Linked DNA regions of Gossypium hirsutum: region 1 is linked to region 2. A link is a contact called in public Hi-C data. All regions are on one chromosome and are shown on one strand. Each heading gives the region's core, a stretch centred on a gene start, on an enhancer-like site or on the middle of the called end of the contact. The rest is flanking DNA. Distances are from core to core; before and after follow the strand shown.

The links. Hi-C and Micro-C count contacts between places; a contact is called where the count stands out from the background.
Region 1: a Hi-C map of leaf shows a contact between it and region 2, with 2.0 times the contacts expected there. The contact joins the promoter of LOC107957501 here to the promoter of LOC107961220 in region 2. A contact is called at or near these places in 2 of 34 Hi-C or Micro-C datasets (both in leaf).

The regions. Positions count from the first base shown.
Region 1 is chrA05:31,648,102-31,652,367 of Gossypium_hirsutum_v2.1, forward strand. It overlaps LOC107957501 (receptor protein-tyrosine kinase CEPR2), which reads left to right and starts at 2,743. Exons shown (of 3, transcript XM_016893023.2): 1 at 2,743-3,507; 2 at 4,116-4,266. The coding sequence starts at 4,248.
Region 2 is chrA05:31,292,451-31,296,940 of Gossypium_hirsutum_v2.1, forward strand. It overlaps LOC107961220 (non-specific lipid-transfer protein 2), which reads right to left and starts at 2,434. Exons shown (of 1, transcript XM_016897419.2): 1 at 1,938-2,434. The coding sequence starts at 2,406. The coding sequence ends at 2,071. LOC107957510 (ras-related protein Rab7) reads right to left here. Exons shown (of 8, transcript XR_001700475.2): 8 at 4,127-4,490.

The sequences.
Region 1 (4,266 bases), core at 1,493-3,992, 360 kb after region 2:
AATACTTTTAACTTATTTAAAATTTAATATGAAATCATTTAATATATTATAATTATTTCTTTTTGAAAAATATATTTTTTAATTATTAAATGCAATGAATTATGTATCGAGGATGAAGCTATCTATATATATATATATATATAAATAAAGGTATTAAAAAATGAATTGCTATAAATCTATAAATTGACAGTTAGTCAAAAAAATGGCTTTGACTCCTTGTTTATATTCTACGAAAACGAAGAATTTAATTTAGCCATTAGTAAGGATATGAATTACAATGGTAGATTTTTATTATTTTTAACTTTGAGGATTTAGTTTCCTTATTTATATTCTATGAAAATTAAGACTTTAATCTAGTCATTAGTAAGCATAAGAATTATAATGGTTAATTTTTACTAATTTATTACATATAAATTGTTAAACTGTTAATTTTTAAATTATTAATTTATGACAAGATTTAATAGTATAATACAATTGATCTAACTTCTCAACTTTTATGAAACATGAGGATCAAATTCTAACAAATTTTACTAGTTTTTTTTGTATTATCAAGTAAAGTAAGTTTATTTAAATCTTTTTTTAGAATTTTGAAGAGTTTTACTTGAAATAAATCTCCAAATTTTACTAGTTTCTTATATCAAGAATTCAATTGGTATTATTTTAAGGTTTTTGGCCCTTTAACCTTACAAAAAAAAAATCATTTTAGCTATTCATTTAAAATTTTGGCCTTTTTTAGTATTTGAATTTGTACTTTTTTATATCAACGTTAACTTTACTAACATGGCATACACGTTAACATTTAATTATTTTTTTAAAATTTAAAAAAATTTTAAAAAATATTTTTTTATACTTTTTTAATAATTTTGATAATTTAAACATCATTTTTAATTTTTTTTAATTTTTAAAATTTTAAAAAATTAGTTAAATGCTTATGTGTCATCCACATGTCAATCTACATGTATGCCAGTAAAATTAAAAAAATGTTAACTTTTTCTTAAATTTTCAGACGATTTAATAAAAAATACAAATTGAAAAATTGAAAAAAAGGGAAAAAAATGATTGACTAAAATAAATTTTTTTGGTAAAGTTGAAGGAAGATGTTGATTATACCTTACTTTAATGAACATTGCATAGCTGAATTCAATTGAGTTTCTTTTAGGCTGTAGACTTTCATTGTTTTGCAAGTTCTTTAGACATGCTTTTTTTTTAAAGTTTGGGATGATTGGCTATTAAGAGTGATAATGTGAGTAATTAACATATTTATTATGATTATTTGATATACTTTTTTAATAAAATGTCATTAACTTTGAATTTATTATTTCATTTTTTATGAAGTTGTGGAGTAAAGTCGAGAAAGTCTAGAAAAAAAAATAAAAAAAATATGGGCCCTCAAATAATAATAAACAGTACAAGAGTTTAGATATTTTTATTTTATTTTGGGATTTATTTAAAAAGATGATATTTTTATTTTTTACTTTCTCCTCTATTATCTTTTATTCTAAATTATTGAATGTAACTAGAATTAAGATTTTATTTCTTATATAATATATATGCGTGGGGAAGGGTGCGCCTCTGTAGTACGAAATCAGAAATGAATTCCAATTCAACTTTTCCTTTCTTTCGTTTTCAGTTCTGTTTCACCACTGCATTCTTGCGCCTTGCTCATCCAATAAACTTTAATCTTGGGAATAGCTCAACCCCAATCCAGTGGATGGACAATTTGAGGAGAGCCATGAAATTAGAAGCCGCAATTCAAAATCTTCATTCTGTTTTTTTTTGTTATTTTTTCGGTTAAGAAAATAGATACTATCATCTCATAAAACTATATTGACACTGAATTTTTGTTAATTCAGTGTTGATAAATATACAGATGAAAATACTGAATTAATCGTCTGTTATATTTAATTTACCAAAAAGTACATTGATATGTTCAATTAAGTAGTTGGTTAGATCCATAAAAAAAAAATGGCAATCAAATCTAAACGATCCACACGATTGAGGTTGTTGGTTCAAGTTAGACACTTCTAGTTCACAAGTCTATCATAGGGTTAGTGATATGAGGCTTTACCGATCAATATAACTAATTTATTGGTTCAAGTGGAAGACTTGTTATTAAGGATTGGTTTGAAACCGGAGCTAAGCGCGTAGCCAATTAAAACAATCTTTGTGGAATTGACTTTACTCCTTATATTTAAGGATCAGGTGTAAGAATATTATTTTTGGTGGATTCAACATCCATCAAGAATTAACATTGGAGAAATTAATTTGTAGACCCTCTCCACCACATCATTCATGGTCTTTTTTCAATTATTTAATGACATTAACAAATTTTTTCATGTCATTGACACATAATTTTAGTAATTTTGTTATCCTGAATCTTGAAACTCAAATCCCAAACCTTGAATCCTACATAATGAACGGGTTCAAGGTTTAGATCATATTTAAGTTCGAATTTAAGGTTCAGGATTTGAGTTTGAGTTCAAGGTAAAAAAATTACCCAGATTATATGTCAATGATATCTAAAAAATATTAAAATATCATTAACTAATTGAAAAGAATAAAAATAATGTGGTGGGAAGAGTCCATAATTTATCGTCATTATTTTTTAATATTTTTTATTATGATAATTCCAATACAAATTGGGGGTGGGATTCTTAATACTTTAATTTGCCATAATTATTTACTCAGGGGGAGTTAATTAAGGAGCATTAAGGTTGTTTGTTGGTGTTTTCGGTGTCAAATGAGACTTGATCAACTATCATTCACACGTTACCGTTCCACAATCCTATATTCTATCCCTTTTCAGATATTCTTGTTTTATTTCAATTTTATAAATTATTTTCTTAATTAAAAATTTCAGCTTGAAGTCCTTTGTCACGCATCCAAGAAACTTCAAATTCTTCCATTAATCCTAAGGATCTTTCTTCTTCTAATTGAGTTCTGGTTACTAAAATTTCCAAAAGAAAATTTCATCTTTACTTAGCACAAGAAGTAAAATCCAAGCGACTACTTGGAGTTAAATTTGTTTGGGCTGCATCATATATATAAATATTATTTCTATTATTAAATCTTATGTTTTAGAGGGGCTTCCACCTACACCATTTCCCAAATCTAAATCTCAAATCATGTACGCATCATCGATACAATGAATGATGTTCGCCTTTCTGCCCCACTAACCCAATCTTCTTCTCGTAGCATTTTGTCTGTTTATTCACCCTCAAACTATTATCATTCCACTGGGTTTTTATTTACTACTATTATTCCCCTTTTTACTCTGATTTATTCTCAGTTTCTTAGGGAAAAACTGAGTTTCAGTGACAGTGTCAAAAAGGGAAAAAGAAGTGACATTTTGGAGAAAAGTAACGCTTTTAGATAGTCAAACTTAAAAGACCAGCCTTTTTCCTTTTCTGGGAAACTGAGTTATTTTCTTGGGGAGCTAAGCTCAACATTCTCAGTGGCCAAACAACGAAACGAGAAATTTTGGATTTCACCCTGAATTTTCTATCGGTACGTTACCCCAATTTGTTCTTATGTTTGAAGATGAAAAAGATTGGTTGTTATGGATTATTTTCTTCATATTTTGCGTTGAAAAAGTTTTGTTTATGATTAGTGCTTTAATCCATTGAATAATAGCTCTAAAGGACCTAAAAGTTAGATTTGAGTCTTAACATTCCAGACTTTCCGACCTTAAAAAAAGGGCTGCTTTTTAATATATTTCAAAGAAATTTATCATAATTTCAACTAATTCAAGAATCCTCTTTTTTTTAATCATTTCTTTGCTTTACTTAGTGAACAAATGAAAATCCATTCTAACAAAAGAATATGTGTAATAATGAGTAACTTCAAAGCCTGCTTAAGTCTCTAATATTCTTTCCTGTAATAATAATTATTAATAATTAATTATGATACCGATAGTAATCCACAGCTACAAACAAAATTGACGTCTCAACGTCACATCCGTTCTCTCTCTCTCTCTCTTTATCAGCAAAATTTGAACCTACTTCACTCACAGATTGTTTATTTGTATTAATGTTTTATGTTTATTTTAATGTTTGTCTGAATAAAATAATAATTCAGTATTTTTGTTCATGTAATTGTTTGTCTTTCTCTTTCAGCTTTTGCCACTTGCCCAGGACGGTATTGGAATTATCGGCATATGTCAATAATTCAGCTTCCAAATTCTAATTTTTCAAAATGCTTTTAAGATCCTGGGTTTGGTATTATTAATTTATCATCAAGAATCAACAATGGCTCAACACCCACTTT
Region 2 (4,490 bases), core at 1,184-3,683:
TCGGGCTTACATTCAGGGTCCGACCCATTTTGAAGTTTGTAATATGTTATATTATGTTATTTTTATATATTATGTAATTTAGAATAAATTAAAAAACATAAACTTATGCCAAATATATAATACTATTTTAATGTAAACTTTAAAATAATGTTAAGATGATTATATAAAAAATTTCAATAAATAAAAAATATAAAATTATTTAATATTTTTAAAAAAATTTAAAATAATATGGATGAGTCTAAAATGAGCTTGTCTTAGTCTTTTGCAAATATTAATGGATTTGAGTAAAATTTTAGACCCATATTTTAAGTCGAGTTAAGTCTAAACAAATATAAAATATATTAATATCATACTTACACCTGACACAACGCGACCCTGTTTATAACCAAGATTTTGCTTAAAAGATCTGAAATTCTTTATCAATTCATTTATTTTCCTTTTCTTTTTTGCTTTTGACCTAGGATGTATTTGTGTCCCCTCTTCTTTTCTTTTTTTTTCTCAGTTTGGTCCATCAATCTTTTTGAATATTTTGTTTTTTCGGTTTTTGTTTGTTATTGTTGATTTGGAGAAAAAAAATCATCGAAAATTCAGGTATGTTGAAATGTGTGTTGATCATGCTTTGATTACGTTGATATTTTATATGTACTTTTTTGACGAACTTTCACTTGTATATTGCTATGTTGGAATCACTTGGACACACTCCCTTGTGTGTGGTTCATAAGTAGTAGGGGGCATTCGTGGTAGCACCATGCCATGTTCTTCATAAAAAGCCAAACAATCTTGTCGAGGCCAAGTTACACGACAACGCTCATTTTCAAAATTAAATTGGATTAGTGACCAACATATTGAATTAGAATTAAGGTAAAAAAATTAATTTACTCGTAAATCGATTAAATTAAGTTAAAAAATTAATTAAATCGATGATTGAATCAAATTTTATATTTATTTTTTAAAATATTTTTAATTCTTATGAATTTTAATTATTTATTGATTTGAACCAAATAGATCAAAAATTAACCATCTGCCTGATTCCAAAAACTTTACATAATTGAATCGATGATTGAATCAAATTTTATATTTATTTTTTAAAATATGTACTACTTATTATATGTGCAGTAACTCACCATCTCACAATTAATCTACAAATTTAATGTCAAATATCATCTCCATTTTACTTACTATACTTAATTAATTAACATTCATAAAAAGTATCTAAATCACGAGTTTAATACACCCTATTTAGTAGGCAAATATTTCTTACTCATTTCTTACTTTTTTTTTAAATATAAAATATAATTAAATTAGATTCAAATAATCACAATTTTTTTTAAAAAAAATTTACATTCCAAAAACCATTTAATTTACTATTTGAACCATTCAAACACAGTTAACCTATTTTTCCTTTGACACGGATGGACTTTAATATTAGAGCATGTCAAAAGACATCATTATAATTTGTGAAATACTAGACAAATCTCTCTAAGGCAGCTGAATCGTAACCACTCTTCAACATGAAACCAAAATTATGTTCATACATTCTCTCTGATAATTAATACTAACTGCAACCAAAAAAGCAAAATTTATGTTACTTATGCATTTGATATATCAGTAACATTTTCTTTTAAACATAATTACTTTCCAACTTTTAAATTGGAAAAAAATATATTTAAGTATATTTAAACTTATATCTACCTAATTAGTATATCAATAATTTATATTGCATGCGAAGAAAAATATATATTACATAAATTTTAAGACACATGAATTTTCATATTATATTTTTTTAAAATTGTTTTAATACAGTGGCTAATATTGTCACGTCATACAAAAAAAAAATCAGAACAAATTTATCTTAAAAAGGATTGAAAAATTAGTATTTATAAAAATATAAACAATCACTCACTTGGGTAATGTACTAATTGATAAACAAAATAATATTATCCCACATCTCATCATCATTATTCATTTATTCAGATCAGTATATAGTTGACAGCAGAATCAGCCCTATATGCTGCCCTATGTATGTATACGTATGTATGCATGTATGTATAGTATTGTAATGAAGAGGTTTTAGCACTGAGGATATGCAACTCCACAAGCGTTCCCAACAGTTCTAATAATGGGGTTATCAGCAAATTGTCTTAAAGATGGGTCGTTAAGGTACCCACAAAAGCATGGCGTCTGCTCCCTCAGCCTGCTGCAACAGGTTTCAGATGGAGGCGTGGACGACATGACCGCCGCCAAGCATGGGATGAGCTCTATGGGGTTACATGTCACTGCCGCCTCTGCCCACCGTGTTTCACCCGAAAACGCTGGGGCCGCCACCACCATGAGTGACAGTACCGCACTTAAGGCAACATATGAAAACCTCTTCATCTTTGTTATCATAGTGGAGGGTGGTACCATTTATAGGATTTGGATTGGTAATTTGCTGTGAGACATTAGAGCATGCATTATTTATATACGAGTGTGGGATTATGATGGGGGCGTTTCCCCGCACGATTTGAGACCCCAACTAAAATCTTATTTGGTTAATTTTGGGTTAAGTTGTTGGCACCTCTCTTTGTGTGAACAAATTAACCAAAGCCAATAACTCTATATTATGATGTTATTGATTGATTTTACTCTCATTTCTCAACAGCATCAAATGTAAGTAATATAGAAGCATTCATTCCATTGGGACCGTCTTATGAATTCCAAGTTTGTCTAAAATTAGTATCAAGTTGGTGAGTCAAAAATCAAATCAAATTCTAATTTAATTGAATTCAATTTAAATAATTTAGAGACTATTCAAATCCAAAGTACTTAATGCCTTAATTGATTTTAAAATCGAAATGATTTATTTTGAAGTGACCTAAATTTTAAATATTTTAAACTCAAAATGATCTAAACTAAATTAAGATAAAAATAAAAACTCGTGCAAATTGACGTCTAATTCTAAATTCAGACACCAAATATTTATTGGCAAATAAAATTTTATTAACAATCTAGTTTGAATGCATTAAACACGATTTAAATTATCCCTTGACATCTAATTCTAAATTCAGATATCAAATATTTATTGAAAAATAAAATTTCATTAACAATTTAGTTTGGATGCATTGTACACAAAAACTTTTTAGATTTGGTTCCAGAAATTTTCCAAGACGGAACCAACCTATTCAAATGGTGTATTTCATTGTTAAAAAATAATTAAAAACCTTTTTATTTAAATTTAATTATAACAATAAATAAATATTAATATAAATAATAGTAAAACAGAACAAACCAGCTCCACAGCTGCCGTGCACACTAAAGTCACTTTTCCCGAAAAGAAACAATTAGCAAATCTTTTGCTACTTTTGCAATCTTTAACCATTTTAATTTTATTCATTTTTTTCTTAAAATTATTTTAAATTAGTTATTTTACATTTTTATTTGCTTAAATTATTTTTGACTAATTTACTCAAAAAGCCATTAAACTAAGTACATGCCATTCAAATAAGCTGTTATACTTTTTTTAACCAAATAAATCTTATTCTTTCGTTTTTACTCATGAAATCCTTCCATCAACTAAACGTAAAAAAATTACTTTCGTATGACCCAAATACTCAAATTGCAAATAACATTCTTGGAATATTAAATTTTTCAATATTTAGATTTAGTTTTAAAAAAAATTAATTGGTTAAAATAAGTTTAATCATGCTGAAAATTTTAAGTTAAATCATTTATAACCAATACAATTGATATGCCTAAAAATTTTAAATATTTTTATAAATATTTTTATATCCATTTTACTATTCATGTTTTAAAAATTTGTGATTAACTTTCTAATAATATATTAACCTTTATTTTTAATTATTTCAATAAATTTTTTATTTACAAGTTTTTAAGCTATTTATTTAAGAGAAAATATTTAATACACTACCAATAAAATTTGAAGTTGACAAATGTCTAAAAGTATACTAAAATATTAAATAAAATATTCTTTTAAAAAGAAACACAAGTCAAAATTTTAAAAATGCTTGTGAAATAAAAAAGAAAAGTATACTGCGCCCATGTACTAAATACTCGACATTTATTTAATAAAATAAACAGATTTATAAATTATATAATTAGTTAATCAATTAAAATAATTAAATAAATATATAAAACAAATCTTAAATATTATAAAAAATATAAAAGTAAGTTATCCAATGCACTAGAACTAGTGTATTTTCCACTGCTACAGTATAGAATATCACAACAACTAACTAATAACCTCATCATCCCTGTTACTTTTAATCTTACCCAAATGGACCCTCCAAGATCAAGAGTCAACTTAAAACAGGAAATTTAAACATTGCTGCAACACGTGCTACATTCATTATTTTAAACGTTCGTAGAAATCAAAAGAGCATGGCCTTCCTGAGCACTTCTTTGTCCAACAAACAACATCTATGTCTTCAACGTTGAGTAAATAAGGCAATACTGGATCTCCTTGCCTAAGCACAATGGATTTGGTCGGACCA